Linked DNA regions of Hordeum vulgare: region 2 is linked to region 1. Evidence: chromatin contacts called from public Hi-C data. All regions are on one chromosome and are shown on one strand. Each heading gives the region's core, a stretch centred on a gene start, on an enhancer-like site or on the middle of the called end of the contact. The rest is flanking DNA. Distances are from core to core; before and after follow the strand shown.

Evidence for each region. Hi-C and Micro-C count contacts between places; a contact is called where the count stands out from the background.
Region 2: a contact with region 1 is called in a Hi-C map of leaf, with 9 times the contacts expected there. The contact joins the promoter of LOC123427056 here to the promoter of LOC123427052 in region 1. A contact is called at or near these places in 5 of 6 Hi-C or Micro-C datasets (leaf, seedling and an unstated tissue) and 1 of 1 datasets of contacts at active chromatin or transcription factors (embryo).

Annotation. Positions count from the first base shown.
Region 1 is chr2H:535,057,701-535,062,576 of MorexV3_pseudomolecules_assembly, reverse strand. It overlaps LOC123427052, which reads left to right and starts at 2,972. Exons shown (of 4, transcript XR_006622357.1): 1 at 2,972-4,292; 2 at 4,488-4,876.
Region 2 is chr2H:535,449,784-535,455,039 of MorexV3_pseudomolecules_assembly, reverse strand. It overlaps LOC123427056 (trihelix transcription factor GT-1-like), which reads right to left and starts at 1,610. Exons shown (of 5, transcript XM_045110999.1): 1 at 917-1,610; 2 at 246-284. The coding sequence starts at 1,433.

The sequences.
Region 1 (4,876 bases), core at 1,723-4,222:
TATGGTGTTGCAATACATCCATGATTCACTTATAGTGGGGTGGCGAGAGTGATAAAAACTTACCCTCGAGTAAGGGGGCTGTTGCGTATTAGAGTAAACATGACTTGTTACTTAATGCTATGGTTGGATTTTACCTTAATGATCTTTAGTAGCTACGGATGCTTGCTAGAGTTCCAATCCTAAGTGTATGTGATCCAAGTATGAAAAATATGTTAGCGTATGCCTCTCCCTTATTGCATATGACAAGTATCCATCATGTTATATTCAATTGCCTATGGACAACCTCTCTCATCATTCTACAAAAAAGCATTCTACTAAACAACTAACTTAAATAACCTTTATTTAAAGGGGACTGCTACACGTTTGCCGGTGGATGCGTTAGAAACATCCACCGCACTACTAGCCGTCGGATATGTGTTCTGCGAGCCGTTCGGTCCAACAACCCAAGCCTGTCTAACGAATAACAGGTTCTTGCAGCAACCGTTTTGTTTCAGAAACACTACGCCAGGCCGGCCGTTCCCGACACGCCGTCAGATTTGACGTAATCTAGCGACTGCACGTGGTCCTTTGTTTTTGCAACAACAGTGGTGTTGCGGAAACATCCATAACACAAATCTTGTTGCAGAAACATTTGCAATAGAGATTGTGTTGCCGAATTTTTTGCAACACGGATCATGTTGCAGAAACATATTTAGATTTTTTTTGCAAAAGAGGTCAAGTTGCTATTTTTTTTGCAACAAATGTCATGTTGCGGAATCGTTTACTGACGCCTTTTTTGCTGGTCATGTTACAAACTTCTGAGGGAAATTTTCGCAACTGAGGTCATGTTGCTGGAATAATTTCCAACAGAGATCATGTAGCAATGAATGGATAAGAAGGCAACGACTAAAAAGATAAGGTTGCACCTAGCATGACACGTGGCAGACGTACAAGGCGGTGGATGCTTTCTGTGAGATCCGCCGGCGGCAGGAGAACGTTTTCCTTATTTAAACAACCCTCAATTTGTATTTACTTGTTCTTTATTATCTTGCAAACCTATCTATTACACCTACAAAGTACCTCTAAATTTATTCCCGTAAAATAGTTTATTTCTTGTACTAGATAAAGTGAACATTGTTGTGCCTAGAGTTGGATCGGTGGTGATAAAACTTGAGAGAACATTAGTTCTATCTTTAGATCCTTGGATTCGACATTTTTACATATAAAAAAGGCTACAAACGATCCCTTATAATTGCGGGTTATCACTTCCACCTTAACATATGTCGTTGTAATGCTCATACTAACTTTGTTTGTTATTCTTTTTCCTTGATGGGATGAGCTAAGCTCAGCATTCACAAAATCTCTAGAATAAAGACCAATTGAGAAATATAAGCAACATTTAGTGCCAAGAAGACATGGGTTATGGCGAAACAAGCATCCTTCACTTTCAAGTTTGTGCATGAGAAAAACTTGTCAGTGAAGAGGAAAAAAATGCGTATGTGAAACTCCTTTGAGTAATGCATTCATGTGGTGATCACCCCTCTCCCCCTTGAGTCCGGGAAAAACTATGTTTGTTACACACACACACGAAGAGGAGCAAAGGATGGCTACTCAAGTTTCCTTGGTCGGATGATCTAAGTCTAACATTTCCGAGTAATCAAGAGAATGAATGCATACAAATAAATATGAGCAGAATCAAGTGCCATCTAGATAACATTGGTTATGGCGGAACAACCATCCTCCTCTTCCAAAGTTAAACTTGTAAGAGAAGACGAACCAAACTCGTGTGAGGGCATCTTTAATGCTGACCCTCGATGTGTCCATATAGGTCGAGATAACAGTGCTTGGACCATTTTTGTTATTCAACGAAGACCCTTAAATGTTTTATGAAAGTCCATGTAACATGCGGAGGTCCGCTTGACTCAATTTTATTTGGACCCTAATAATGTCCACACTACCCATGAGGATATCCTCTATGTCTGGCCTAACTCTGCCGTTCGGATTTGACACGTATCTCATGAACATGATTAGATGACTGACTGCCTTATTCTATACGTGGATGCGTGTGAATGCTGTTTGCGGGCGGATAATGCGTTTGTTTTAGAAGACATCGTTGGAGATGCCTAACAAAACGTGTATGACTGAGCCTAACTTAGACGTTTAAGTTATTTGTGATGGAACAACTCCATTAGGGTTCAAGTTATAGACCTATCATTAATACTTTCATTTTTCAAGATTTATTTCAGCCTTTCCGAAGATGTTTGATGTGCGGTTGAAGACGTTTCCATCGACCATGTGGTCACATGTGATGATTCTCTCAATCTCAGAATGTGATGTCAGCTTGGTATCATGGAGATGCTCATAGAATTAAAGTGTGCGTGCGTTTTTAGAGATGGATGCATGTGTATGTTTATGAGTGCGCATGTTGTTAAAAACAAAACCGTCGTTAAAAACAAAACAAAAACGTGTGTGTAAAATTTCTTCGAGCAGACCCACAAAAAAAACATTCCTTCGAGCAAAATGCATTCAGGCAGGATCATGCTCCTCCTCCCCCATTGTGTTGAAGGAGAAAAAAACTATGTACCTTTGTCAGGCACGCATGGACAGGAGCAAGCGTGATCGTTCCCGTTCCCGTTCCCGTTCCCGTTCCGTTATGCAAGTACACAGAAGTACTACTATATTGACCTAAGCAAATCCTACGGCCCTAATCCAATTCCAGAAGGAAATCGATCAATTCGGAAGATCCAGATCAGCCGCAGTAAAGGAGGCGATAAATTCCTTTCCAAAACCAACGAGCCGTCCATCCAGGATCCACAACCGCACGGACACGGTCACACGCGCGCGTCTCGCTCCAACAGTCCAACTGGCGCGAAAATCGCACGGCCGGTGCAGAGGAAAGGCGGAGGCGCACGGGAAAACCCGGGAAGAAAATATTCCCAGGAAAAAGAGATCCCCCGCCCGCGCACGCCCCGGAGAGGAGAGGAGAAGAGGAAAACCCACAGCGGAACGCAACAAACGAGAGAGAGAGAGAGCGGGGAGAGCCGCCCGCCCCGGACGGAAGTAGAAAAGGGGATCGGGCCGGCCGCCCCCACCCCCAGAGCAGGCAGGCAGGCAGGCAGGCCACTACGCGCGCGCCCTCCCTCCTCTCCAACCCCTCTCCTCCTCCCGTTGGCTCCCCCTCCCTCGCGCCGCGCGGAAGGCCAAGCGGGAGAAGGAGAAGGAGCCTTGGAGATTTTCGCGGAACCACCACCACCCCCACCCTCCCATCAAGGTTTCACCGCCACCACCCGTCCTCCCCCCACCACCCGTCGCCGCTCCAACAATCCCAGTCGAGTCATCCACCCCACCCCACCGCCGCCGCATTCGCAGGTGTCCAACCCCCGCGTCCTCTGCAGAGCCGCCAATCCCCTCCCGCCCCGTCGGCTCGCGGATCTCGGCTACCGCCGGCGCCGGTGTGGATTCCGCTCCCGTGGTCGGTTGTTTATTGCTCTGATTTGGGCCCGGATTCTCCCCGGATTGCGTTTCCTCTTGATTGATGGGGCCGCTGCCGCTGCTCCGGCTCGGGGTCTGAGTCCGATTCGGGCGGAAGGTAGACAGATTGTCGTCTTTTTATTGACCCCCTGCCCCTGCCCCTGGTCTCCCTGCTGCTGTTGTTGTTGGATTGATTTGGGATCCGAGATTGCTCCGTGAAGTTTTTGGTCCTAGGGATATTTTTTGATTGGCCCGGATCAGGAATAGAGGGTTCTCTTGTTGGGGGGAGAGGGGGATCTAGGGTTGCGTCTTCTCTAGTTCTCCGTGTATGTGCATATTCCATAGAAAAAACACCAAAAAAAAGAAGAAGAGAGCCAGGAGGTGGTGGAGGAGGAGGAGAGTGCACTGGAATTTGGAGCTCATGGCGCTGAATTATCCGTCCTGCTCCTTCTTGGTCAGCGACGAGTGCTCTGCCCTGATGCGAGGGTGTGGATGCTGGTCGGAGGAGGCATCGCCCCTCTCGTCCCCAGGGGTCAACTCCAGGCGCCGGGATGATTTCGAACGGGACCCTGCAGATCTATTGCCCGTGGATCCCTTCGGGATGAACTTGGGGCACACGCTCACTGCCGCCCTCGCCAGTTGCCTTGACCGCACGGTCATGTCTGGTCCAGGGCGTTTTGGAAGCAGTGACGGTGGCAGGTCCGTTCGTCCTGCTGACTTGAGTTTTTACATGGACCTGGAACACGCTATGGCGCTCTCCCGGGAGCCATCTTACCTCCCAGCTGGCTGCAGTCGTGCTTTTGAGGGCCCCTCTGGGTTTGGAGGCCTTTATGATGCCCGAGGCGCCAACTGCTCTCAAGGATTGCCCGCCCTTGCGTCCTGCTCGCGCTCAGTTGTACCCACAGAGGATCAATCCACTTCTGGCAATGCTGCATTGGGGTGCCCTGATGATGGAGATGATGTCGTGGGAAGTGTCCCACATGACGAGATGATGTATGCTCCCTCTGGGTTTGGAGGCCTTTATGATGCCGGAGGAGGCGCCAACTGCTCTCAAGGATTGCCCCCCCTTGCGTCCTGCTCACGCTCAATTGTACCTGGAGATGATCCATCCACTTCTGGCAATGCTGCATTGGGGTGCCCTGATGATGGAGATGATGACGTGGGAAGTGCCCCACATGACGAGATGAAGTATGCTCCCTCTGGTTTTGGAGGCCTTTGTGATGCCGGAGGCGCCAACTGCTCTCAAGGATTGCCTCCCCTTGCGTCCTGCTCATGCCCAATTGTACCTGGAGAGGATCCATCTACTCCTGGCAATGCTGCATTGGTGTGCCGTGATGGAGATGATGCCGTGGGAAGTGCCCCACATGACGGGATGACGTATGCTCTTCGCTATCTTGGGCTTCGTGAGATCCTAGCTACAGAGATG
Region 2 (5,256 bases), core at 361-2,860, 390 kb before region 1:
CACCAAGAAACTCACTATTGTTGGAACATTTTTGGTGTGTTCACCCATTAAATGAAAATAACAACTGGTCCACAAATGACTTTAGCTCAAGCTTGGTATGTTAACCTCTAGGCAGGCACAACTTTCTGACAGAATATTGAGCCAAGTAAGTGGAAGATCATAGGTATAAACACAGAAGATGCTCACAAAATAAGACACAGAAAGAAATAGGTAGCAATTATAGCAGAGGCAGAATATATTAGTACCTTCAACAGGGCCAAATGGAATGTTGGCATCTTCAAAACCTAGATTGATAGCAGTGAACATGAATCCATAAGCTAACAGAAATCCAATCGATCATAAACCAAATATAAACACAAGTCCAAATGTTCAGTTACTAAACCCAGCAGTCATTATAAGTAAGCAGACCCACCAGACACATAAATCCAAAACCATATCAGATAGTGCTACCTAGTATGCACCCACCGACACACAAAACCCCGAGCTGGAGACCCATACCAATTGCAAATATGTACTTTGCTTAGCAAACAGACTTGTGCTAACTGCTAACTGCTAAGCATTCTCACCCCATGGTACGGGTAGATCAGTAAGCTTGAACTGTGAACTAACTTCATACTACTACACAATGGTGTGCCAGTAGTCAGCCAGTGAACTGGACAGAAAACAACACTGTAATATCCGAATTTCTGCAGCAATGCTTACTGATAACAGCTTAAGTTGCTAGTAATTGGCGGTGCACAGGCAACAATTAATTGATGTGTACCTAAATTTATACTGATGTATACCTAATCCATTGATCTATGATCAAAACTCGAGGTTGTCAGATACTACTGGGATGAAGAGTTGAAAGCCTCTATCCATTTCAGCACGCAAAGCAAGGCCGTCTTAGTCAGAAGGATAAGGGGGAGCATCATACCTTTATCCGCGAATTGCAGGTAAGACTCGATCTTGGAGGTGGGCGTGGGGCTCTTCGCGGCGCCACCCCCACCACCACTCCCCGCGGGCGAGCTGGCCGCCTTCCCGCGGCGCTTGAGCAGGTCGTCGATCTCCTTGTAGTAGGCCATCTTGGCGGAGCCGTTCCCACTGGCGCCGCCGCTGCTGCGGGCGTGGCTGCGCGCCTTCTTGAACTCCTTGAGGAGGTTGCGCCACTTGTCGGTGCACATGGTCGGGGAGCGGTCGAAGCCCTGCTCCCGCATCTTGGCGGAGATGGCCTCCCAGAGGTGCTTGTTGGACTTGGAGGTGTTGAAGTGGTTGTCCATCTCGCGGCGCAGCGCGATGAGGCTGAGCGTCTCGTCCTGGACCCAGGTCTCGGCGCGCTTCTTCGGGGCCGAGGCGCGCGAGGAGGAGTCGTGGTCGTGGGCGCCGCCGTCCTCGCCGCTGCTCTCCGGGAGCAGCAGCGACGGGGTAGGGGGCTGCGGCCCGGCGAGGAGCATCGCCGCGGCGGAGGAGCGGCGCGGGTGGTGGGGTCCGGGAGCGAGACTGTGCTGCGTGCGTGAGGCGAGGGAGGCGGTGGTGGGAGTGGAGGCTCACTGGAGAGCGCAGCCGGGGCCCTCTCGCCGACGAGGGCGGTCGGAGTCCCGGAGGAGGACAAACTTATCAGAGTACGGCCCTGCCCATCCCGGCCCGGCCCGGCCCGACCATGACCCGTATGGCCGTCGTAGCGGGCTAGTCCAGCATAGTAGATTTCACGTAGCCCATCCCCAAATCAATTCCTCCTCACTGTCCAAACGAACCCGCAACCTCCGTGAACCTATTCTTTTCTTTTGTCTCAATTTTTTTTTACTCTACACACAACTGCGGTATCCATCCTTTATGTTAGGGTTTATCCTCCTCTCGACGGCGGCGTAAGCTTTCCGTAGAGAAATCGAATCCCGCGCAATCCCACACCGTCATGGGGTCGTCGAAGCCATTGTCTCGTGCCAGCATGACGGACCTGGGGTTTGCTACGGCTACTACTGCCCGCGGAAGACTGTCTCTCAGGGCGAGAGATCTGATGAAGAACGTGGCTTCGGGATCGGGTTCGGCTACGGTCGATCTTGAGGAGACGATGGAAGAGCTTGGATTGAAGGAGGAAGATTTGCAGGATGTGGTGGTGGACGACGGTAAATTGACACACGAGGCTACTCGCTGGATGGTAGTAGCTAGGATGCACACCGATAAACCCAATAGCCAGTATTGGTTCTACCGCAACATGAGGGTGGACTGGGATCTGGCGCAAGAGGTGAAAATTCGTCCTCTCGAAGATAATCTATACACGCTCAAGTTCTCATGCCTTGGGGACTAGGAGAGGGTTATGGAAGAAGGCCCATGGATGTTCAAGGGGGAGGCAGTTGTGATCGCGCTTTATGATGGGTACACTCGTCCGTCCTCCATAGTCCTTAACAATCTGGAAGTCTGGATGCAAATCCATGACCTGCCCGATGGCATCTTCCCCAAGATCAAGGCGTTGTCGTCAATTGTGGGAAAGTTTATATATGTCGAACCTAAGTCCCATGACTTTGAAGGCCATTTCTATCGTGTTCGTGTAAAGATAGATGTAACCAAACCACTCAAGAATGCAGTCTTGATCATTGTTAAAGGAAAGAGAGAGATCTTCAGAATAAAATACGAGTGGTTGCCAGAATAGTGCGCGGTATGCGGTCATCTAGGGCACACCTTCAAAGAAAGTGGTGACGGGTACATGACCCCAAGGCGCTAGTGTTCAAAAACTTCTGGGCGACTTGGTACCACGGAGCTGGGTCGGGGCCTGCTGAGGGCAGAGGACGAGGAAGAGGACAAGGAAGAAGGGGTGACTGCTCAGGTGGCTCGGGACGCGAAAACCAGCGGGAAAGGATGATCTTTCAGAATGGGAGAGGATGGATGACCATGAGGCTACAATGATTGATGCTGGCCCAAACAGAAAGAGATCATCAGAGACGGAGAACACAATAGCAGTTATATCTTCAAAGACACCCGCCCTGAATCATGCCCCCAGCACAGGCAATGTCTTGGCACTTACACCACCCGCAGTTCCTCCGAGCCCCTCTTCAAAGCAAGAATCAAAGATGGTTCGTACAACAGTCCAAAAGGTTATGACAACAACTTCACCTCTTGAAAAGGGTGTAGAAGCTTCTTTGGCAGGCTCTCGTGTGGAGCACCACAGAGGCCAATGAGTGTGCTTTGCTGGAACTTTCGCGGTGCAGTCAAGTCGGCCACAGTTTGAGAGCTTCGGGACCTAACAAAGCAATTTGCCCCTTCCGTGTTATGCATTCTAAACTCAAATCTCATGAACACGGGTAGAAGGATTAGCAAGCACATTAGGTTTTGATAATGGTTATGCAGTTAAGAACAATGGCCGTAGCGGAGGCCTAGGAATATTTTGGAATAATGAAATAAAGACTGATATTATGGGTTATTTGGACTACCATGTTGATTCAAAAAATCATATGACGGACAACTTGGAGTGGCGACTAACATGTGTGTATGGGGAGGCAAAGGTGATACGTTTCCAACGTATCTATTCTTTTCATTGTTCCATGCTGATATTTTATCATTATAGAATACTTTTGGGGGTATTTATTTACCAATTTATATTATTTTTGAGTACTAACCTATTGACCTAGTGCCAGTGCGAGTTGTTGTTTTCTGCATGTTTTTCACTTTTCAGGTTTTTCATACCAAAATGGAGTCCAATTGAGATGAAACTTTTTGGACATTTTTTCTCGACCCAGAGGTAGTCCCGAAATACTTTTTACACTACCGCAAGTCTCTGTTCCGACAGGAGGCCATCTGGAGCTCCGTTCCGGCACCCTGCCGGAGGGGGGGTCGATCACGGAGGGCCTGTTCATCAACCTTGTTGCCCTCATGATGATGTGTGGGTAGTTCACCGTAGACATATGGTTCCATATCTAGTACCTAGATGGCAATCTCTCTCTTGACTTCAGTACAATGATCATCGCATCTTCGCTTTGATCCACATGATGTAATTCCTTTTGTGCAGTGCATTTTTTGGGATCCGATGAATTGTGGGTTTATGTTCAGATTATTCACTATAAATATTTGAGTCTTATTCTAATACTAATATGATTCTTATGTGCATGATTATGATAGCTCTGTAATTCTCTCTGGTCTATTGAAATAGTTTGGCCAACTAGATTGATATTTCTTCGGTGAGACAGGTGCGCTGTAGTAGGTTTAACGTGGCGAATTTTTATATCCCAGTGATAGAAAGGGACATGATGTGTCTTTGTGTTGTTGCTACTAAGTATAAAACAATGGGGTTTATTCATATTTATTGATTTTACTTTGTCTACATCATGTCATTGTTCTCCATGCATTACTCTGTTTTACTTAATACTCTAGACACATGCTCGATAACGGTCGATGAGTCGAGTAATAGTAATAGGTGTTGGCAGGAGTCGGCTTATTTGTTTATAGACGTGATGCATATATACACATGATCATTGCCGTGAATATCGCATAACTATCCTCTTTTCTATCAATTGCACAACAGTAATTTGTTTACCCACTATATGCTATTTTTCATGACAGATGTCATTAGGGAAAACTATGCCCCTGGGTCTATTCACAACATATTTACAAATCCTTCAATACCTTGCTGTCATTTACTTGTTTTTATTTTATTTTGCAATTTACAACTATCTACAATTATCTACACACCTCACTCGCTTGCAAATAACAAGTACGAGGGGATTGACAACCGTTTTGTCCGTGTTGGGTGCAAATTGTTTGTTCATTTGTGTGCAGCAACTCAAGACGATTATGCTTGATATTCCTATTGGTTCGATAAACCTTGGTTTCATATCTGAGGGAAATACTTCCTGATACTTGTGATCTACGTTGGGTTTTTCCATGAAGAGGAACGGGTTATCGCATCACAATGCAGGTAAGTATTTCCCTCAGTTATGAAACCAAGGTTTATCAAACCAATAGGAATATCAACCACAACCGTCTTTAGCGGCTGCACACAAAAGAACAAACAACTTGCACCCAACGCGGGCAAGAGGGTTGTCAATCCCCTTGGTTTCATTATTTACAAGCGAATGAGGTGTGTAGATAATTGTAAAATGCAAAATAAAATAAAATCAAATAAATGACAATAAGGTATTGGAGGTTTTAGCAATATGTTGTGAATAGACCGAGGGGCATAGTTTTTCCTAATGGCATCTCTCATGAAAATAGCACACGGTGGGTAAACAAATTATTGTTGGGCAATTGCTAGAAGAGCGGATAGTTATGCGATTTTCACGGCAATGA